Linked DNA regions of Sus scrofa: region 1 is linked to region 2. Evidence: chromatin contacts called from public Hi-C data. All regions are on one chromosome and are shown on one strand. Each heading gives the region's core, a stretch centred on a gene start, on an enhancer-like site or on the middle of the called end of the contact. The rest is flanking DNA. Distances are from core to core; before and after follow the strand shown.

The links. A called contact is a pair of places that touch in the nucleus more often than the background predicts.
Region 1: a contact with region 2 is called in a Hi-C map of embryonic fibroblasts, with 2.5 times the contacts expected there. The contact joins the promoter of CD40 here to the promoter of SLC12A5 in region 2. A contact is called at or near these places in 1 of 47 Hi-C or Micro-C datasets (embryonic fibroblasts) and 1 of 2 datasets of contacts at active chromatin or transcription factors (alveolar macrophages).

What each region holds. Positions count from the first base shown.
Region 1 is chr17:48,284,142-48,287,781 of Sscrofa11.1, forward strand. It overlaps CD40 (CD40 molecule), which reads left to right and starts at 1,975. Exons shown (of 9, transcript NM_214194.1): 1 at 1,975-2,025. The coding sequence starts at 1,975. The region is part of intron 1 of LOC106506699 (a long non-coding RNA gene); the gene reads right to left.
Region 2 is chr17:48,190,509-48,194,062 of Sscrofa11.1, forward strand. It overlaps SLC12A5 (solute carrier family 12 member 5), which reads left to right and starts at 1,564. Exons shown (of 26, transcript XM_021078314.1): 1 at 1,564-1,771. The coding sequence starts at 1,651.

The DNA of each region.
Region 1 (3,640 bases), core at 725-3,224, 94 kb after region 2:
ATTTCAAGTGTTCCTAGACTACTGGTGTCTGATCACCCACGTGAGGTCTGTGTTGAGGCTACTAGCTTTGTACCCGCTTCCCAATGGAGTCTGTGCCTAGAATGAAAAGTTACTGAACCTACTCATTTATTCATTCAGCAGATGCGTATTGGTGCCCAGGACTGGGATAGATTCTGTCCTGCCCTCAAAGAGCTCGAAGTCAAACGGGGCCAGGCAGATGGGGTGACAGTCCAGCAGGCTAATGCTGTGAGTGCACAGTAGGGGGCAGGGGCTAAGGGGGGGTAGAATATCTACCTCTGTCTCAGGCAGGGAGTTAAGAGGAGGTGAAATTTAAAGGGGTTCCAGGAAGGGAGAAGGAAAGAAGGCAACAGCAAGACACAGTAAGAAAAAAAATTGTGTGTTTGGAAAATGGGGAGAAGGCGAGTATGGCTGAAGCCAGTGTTCATGGGAGGACATGGCAGGGTGTGAGTGTGGGGAGAGAGGGTGAGGCTGAGTGGAGACCAGCCACGCTGTGTCAGGAGGACTTTGGAGCATCCTGAGGGCATAGGAGAGTACAAAGAGGTTTCTAAAGTTTGAAGTGCCTCATCAGACCAGATCTTACAAATAGGACTGCAACAGTGCACCCAGAGAGAGAGAGAGAGAGAGAGAGAGAGAGAGAGAGAGAGAGAGAGAGACAGGCAAGAAGGGGGAAGAGGGAGGGAGAGGTAGAAAGAGAGGGAGGAAGCTGTCTGGAACATAGCAGAAGCTGAACAAATGCTTACTGAATGAATGAGGCTGCCGGGACAGCAGGGGTGAAAGATGCTGACTCAGAATTCTGGTAATAGCAAAGGGGATAGAAAAGAAGGGATGGATTCCAGAGGTAGAATCTACACATCTGCAAATGTGCCCTTTGCAGTAGCAGCCCTCTCCTCTCCCATCCTCTCTGGTCCTGTGTAGTGTGTTCTTTTGGCCCGGCCCAGAAATTCAAAGCTTGGAGGGCCACCACCCCAAATGCTATCTAGTTCAAACTCCTCAGGTTTCATTGAAGAAAGCTGAGGCTCAAGGAAATGCATCCCATCAGAGGCAGAGCCTAGACCAGAACCCAGGTGTTTCCTGCTGCAGAGCAGAGTGAGTTAACACTGGTTCAAGAAACGGCTTGGAGAGCCTGAACCAGGGAAATAACAGGTACAAGGGTGTATGTGTTTCTGCAGAACTAGGGGATCCTCAGTCTTCTAAGATTCTCAAAGGGTCCTACCATCCCACAGAAGGCTGGTCTACTCTAAGTGACTGTCTCCAGACGGCAGATGGGAACTGGGAGGGAATAGACTCTGATAGGGATTGCATGGATGGATGGATGGATGGGGAGGCTGGGACGCTGAGCCCACGCGAGGGAATTTCCTTTGAAAGAGAGTGAAACTGTAAGCTGGGAAACTCTTTTCCTTGAAATGCCTCCCCAGCCCTCCTCCCACGCCCCAGCTGTGGCCTTCCCGTTTTCTGGGAACTTCCTCAGGCCTCTCCATCCACGCGGTGGGGGACGTTTTTCGGTTCTGTCGGGATTGCCAGAGGCGGCGGGGAAGAACCGCGGGGAGTTTTCCCAACACCCGGAGGGATCTCTCTTCCCTCCCCTCGGCCCCCCCCCAGCTCCGCCCAGGAAGCAGGCTGCCTCCTGGCTCACCTAAGCTTGGCCTTCGTAGTCCCAGGGGGGCGAGGAGCCCCAAGAAGGGGCTTTTCCTGGACCATACGTCCCCCTTCTCCCCAACTCCCGCCAAAGCGCGTCCCTAAACTCCCGAGGGAATTAGACCACTTGGGAATGTCCTAGGGGAAATCCCGGGGAGGGGCAAGGCCGGGAACTCCGCCCCCCGCCAGGGAGGCTGGTCGCGATTGGTTCCCGAAGACCCCGCCCCTTTCCTGGGAGGTCCGTGGACTGGGACAGGGGAACTGGTAGAGGCCCAGTCCCCGCGGCCTCTGCACTGGCTGCCTGGTTTACGCCTCGCCATGGTTCGTCTGCCTCTGAAGTGTCTCCTCTGGGGCTGCTTTTTGACCGCCGTAAGTTGAATTTCTGTTCCAACCAGAGGCGGGAATTTGAGATTTGAGAGTAGGGAATGGGAAGAGAAGTGAGACTTTGCGGAGGGGAACTTCCTAGCTGATTTGGGGGGTGCGGGGCAGCTGGGTGGAAGCTGGGTAAGGTACACGGGGTCCTGGCTGAATGGGGTGGGCTGCCTCTCTCTCCTCCCAGGCAGAGGGGTCTCAGGTAGCCCACAGAGAGCGCATGGTGGGGTCACTGTAGGAAACTTGCCTAGCCGGCGGCGATGGGGCTGCGGTTTGGGGAACCTGAAGCTTTATCTGGTCAGACTAGAGTCCTGGAGTAGGGGTCTGCCGGGGGCTGGCCACAACGAGACACGACACCGCCACACGAGACACAGGACGGGTTTCCGAAGTGGGGAGGGAGCCCAGCCAAGGGAAAGGGTTGGTCTGGCCAGTTTCCTGTCTCTTTCCTATTGTGGACAGATGCCAGCCTCTGTGAGTGGTTATCACCTCCTGGCCAGCTGGGGCTGCCTTCTTTTAGGGCATCTTGTGGGAACAAGGGATGAATGCAGAGGCCCAGGTGCTTCTTTGAGAAGCCTAGGAGCTTTTAACACTCCCACCTCCAGCCCCAAATCCTGAGTGATCTGACTTAGGAGGGATATCTAAGGCTGTGTTTCTGCCTCCTGAGTTTAAGATGACATAGGAGACTCTGGGGGAAATGAACAGTTTATGGGAACACGAAAGGGTTAGAAGCCCAGTGGGGGTTTCTCTAGGCACCAGAAAGGCTCGGATATGCCCAACCAAGCATATCTCCGGAATTTTCAGAGGCCCACACTTGACTCGCTTTTAGTTTAAATGTATTTTTGTAGTTCCTCATTTTGGAGGCCGGGAATCCCCCCAGTACCTGACACTCTCATTCCAGCCCCTTCGGTCTCCCCCTAACTTTCAAGGGCTGTAGTTTCTGGCATGAAGGCAGAACAGGAATGACCCATGAAGTAGGGGGTTGGCAGCCAGGGAAGAGAGGGGAGGCTGCTTTGGTCTCAGTGCTTTCATGTTCACTCTAAGCAATGGCTCTCAGGGAGAAAGGAGGCAGGAAGAGGGCTCATGGAGAAGAAGCGGAGGAAACGCCGGGGGAGATAGGATGAAGCGTGGTCTGGGCTTCTCAAGAGCAAACTCCCAGTTATAGCTCCAGGTTGAGATGAAGCTCAGCAACAGCTGGAGCTATTTATGGAGCGTTTCCTGGGTGTCAGGCTCTGAGCAAAATGCTTTACTCTCTGTCTGACTTCTTTCAACTCCCCCATTATACAGATGGGCACACTGAGGCTCAGAGAGAGACAATGTCTTGCCCAAATTCTTATAGCTAGGTGGAAACTGCATGTAAATCTTCATCTGCCTGATTCCTGAGCCTGCCTCTCAGATGGTGAGAGTCTCCAAACCTTGGTCCTGAGCTACTTGGTGTCAGAAGGACTGAAGCTGTGAAGTGGGAACTGGGGATTGACAGATTTTCAGAGGAGGAGCTAAATTTCTCATGTGTTTGAACATGGCATAAAGGACTTTCATGGTTCTGGGAGCGTGGTGGGAACATCCACAGAGTTGCACAGAGAATATATATAGGCTAGCGTGCTGTGATGCGATG
Region 2 (3,554 bases), core at 314-2,813:
TCCTTAAAGATAGACTGTGACTATTTTCACGTTAGTTAAACAGTATTTTACAGGCATATACCTTGGAGTGGAATTGCTGGCTAGACAGGTATGTGTAAGTTCAACTTTAGCAGATGTGACCAAACAATTTTCCAAAGCGGTTCTGCCCATCTATATTCCCACCAGCAATGCATGAGATTTTCCAGGATCCTCCTTGAGGCCTCTTTCCATTACATGCAACGTCCAATCCAGCAGCAGGCCCTGTAGGTTCTACTTCCAAAATGTATCTGGAATCAGATGACTGCCACCATCCTAGCCCAGCTAACAGTACCTCTTACCTGGGGGTCTGCAGAAACCTCCTCATCAGACTCTCAGCCTCTACGCCTGCCCTTAGTTGAGTTTTCACCCAGCAGCCAGAGTGACCCCGTTAACATATAAGTCAGATTACTTCATTTTCCCGACTCAAAAACTTCTCACGGGTTCCCTGGTAGATTAGGAAAGAATCCAGATGCCTCCCTGAAGCCTTAGGATCTGCCTTCTTCTCCTCCCTCATCTCCTCACCACCACGCTTTTCGCTCACTGTTCCAGACACACTGGCCTTCTTGCTGCTCCCTAAACCATCCAGGCCTCTTTTCACCCCGGGGCCTTTGCACTTGCTATTTTCTCTTCAAGAGAGCTCTTCCCCCACATCTCTGCTTAATTGGCTCCTTCTCATTAGTGAAGTCTCAGGTTAAATATTCCATCTTCTGAGAGGTCTTCTCAGACCATGCCCTAAAGCAGTTCTTCCCTCTACTCATTATCCCTGGGCCTCCTCTTCTTCCTCTTCTTCCTCCTCTTCCTCCCCTCCTTCCCCTCCTCCTTCCTCTTCTTCTTCTTCTTCTTCTTCTTGTCTTTTTGCCATTTCTTGGGCTGCTCTCGCAGCATATGGAGGTTCCCAAGCTAGGGGTCTAATTGGAGCTGTAGCCGCAGGCCTACGCCAGAGCCACAGCAACGTGGGATTTGAGCCGCGTTTGCAACCTACACCACAGCTCATGGCAACGCCGGATCGTTAACCCACTGAGCAAGGGCAGGGACTGAACCTGCAACCTCATGGTTCCTAGTCGGATTCGTTAACCACTGCGCCACGATGGGAACTCCTCACCTTTTCTTCTTAACATATACAACAATCTCAAATTATCTTGTTTATGCGTTTGCTCACTTATCATCTCTCTCCTCTCACACATTAGGACTTAAGCCACACGAGGGAAGGAAGCCAGTGGGTCTCATCCAGTGCTGTATCCCCAGAGCCTAGCACCAATGCCTGAAACACAGGTGAGCTGTCAAGATGTGCTGAATGAATGAGTGTGAATGAAACCCAGATGTTTAGGAGACCCCAGCAGAGGAGCGCCGGTTCCAGGAGCCACATGCTGGGGTCCCTGGTACAGGGAAAGCTCTCAGCAGCGAGGGGGATCCTCAAGCGGTTCCAGTGGAATTGAGAGTCCAGGGCCTCAGAGCTAAGTGATGAGATACAGAGCCTCAGCACAGCGGGCACTAGGACCCTGCGCGGCGCCGCGGCCGGCGGGGGGCGGCCGGCGTGGAGGGGGAATCCGCTCTTTCAGCCTTCAGGAGCCGGGCTGCGGCCACTTGTGCAATCTGGGCCCGTTCCGCGGCCGCCCGGCCCCTTTCCGCACCATGAGCCGCAGGTTCACTGTCACTTCACTGCCACCCGCGGGCCCTGCCGGGACCTCTGACCCGGAGTCCCAACGGCATCCAGCAGCCGGTCTCCGCCACCTCTCTGGGGAAGACGCCAAAGGTAGAGGCCGCAGGGGGGCGGGGCCTACCGATATGGGGGCGGGGCTATGGAGGGGAGTGGGGGGGCCCCCCTTGGTGGGCAGGTCTTGTAGGGAGGGGCGGGGCCATGGCGGGGTGGGGTAGGGTCCCAGCCGAGGGCCGGAGAAAGGAGAGCGAGTTGGGACCTAGGAAAGTGGGGTAAGGCTGGTGGAGGGGAAATGATGAAGGGAGGGGCCAGAATAGCGGTGGGCGGGGACACAGAGAAGAGGGTGGGGCTAGAGTTGAAGGGGAGGATCTTGTGATGTAGGGGCTAAGACCTAGGGGGCTGGGCCGGAGGGCAGTAAAGGGGCGGGGTCACATCGGATAGGAGGCGGGACCAGAGAGGGAGAAGGTGGAACCAGGAAAAGGGAGGGCCGTGTGGGTGGGTCCAGAGCCAATGGGACGAGGCAGGACCAGCTTGGGTTTGGGGGTAGAAAAGGGCGGGACCACAGAAGGGGTTGGGCCAGCAGTATAGGGGTAGAGTGGCGGGCAGCAGGAAAAATGAGTTCCGCTGGGTCGCCGGGTCATTGGTGCCTGGCGGATCCTTCAGTCCTCAGCCACCCGGGAGGCGTCGCTGCCAGCGCCTGGGGAATCCCGGGAAGGAGACGGGAGAAAAGAGAAGTTTGGACCCCAGACAGCTAGATCCTGGGAGGCTCCTTTGGCGACTCCAGTCCCGACCTTTTGGGACTCAGCTCCCTCTACTCCTGCTCCACAAGCAGTGGGTGGTGCCAGCACTAGAGTAATGGATTAGGGGCGTCTTCCTGGAGGGCCCAGGGCAGTGGTCACGTCATGGAAGTTACATACAGGGTACAGAAGAGAGAGGAGGGAAAGGATCCTTCTAGCCTTCGGTGAAGAATTAGCATCCTGGATGCACACACAGTTTTCTCCGCAAGGGCCACCTGTCAGGGGTTCCCCTCCCTGACTCTGGGCCCCTCAGGTCTGGAAGGAACGTGGAGAATCGGCTCCAAATGGCCCCAGAGCAGGGAGGAGAAAGAGCCTCCCCAGGCCTCCAGGGGTCGCTGCTGAGCCGCAGGTGAGCTCACCCCGATTCCAGCAAAACTGAGCACCAAAAACCCTTTAGGGGTTTCAAACTTTGGCAAACCTCCTCTTTGGGCAGATGACTGAACTGAGGCCTAGATTTCTGGAAGGCTCCAGTCCCGTGAACCAGCCACCTCCTGGACGTGGTCACTAGGAATTTTAGGGCTCTTTTCTTTCTTCATCTTTCCCATAATCTGCCCTTTAATCACTTTCAGGAATGTCCTTACAGCCTTACAGATTTAAAAGTCAGAACTCTAGGAGCCATCCTCAACCCCTTCTTTCCTCCTACCACCAGATCTGATTGTTCCTCATGTCTCAGCCACTCCACCTTCAAACCTTATCCTGAATCTGCCCACATCTCTCCTCCTGTCACCATCACCCTGGTCCAAACTTCCATCATCTCTCACGCAGCTGTGACCACAGCCTCCTCACTGGTCTGCCTGCCTCCAATCCTGTTTGCAAGCCACCCCCAGCCCTCATCACCTGTAAGATAAACTGCCAAACCCTTTAGTCTGTCACTCAAACTCTCCCGTCATCTGCTTCTCATGTACCTGTCCACATTCTTCTGCCCACCTCCATCCATCGGAGAAAGTCCTCATGCTGTGTGTTATAGCTCATTTAACCTCTTCTGAAAAAAACCTTTTTCGCTTTCTCTTGCTCCCAGGCAGAGGCAGACATCCCTCTTCTGCCTGCCCACTGCACCATTACAGCACATGTCCCAGTGGATG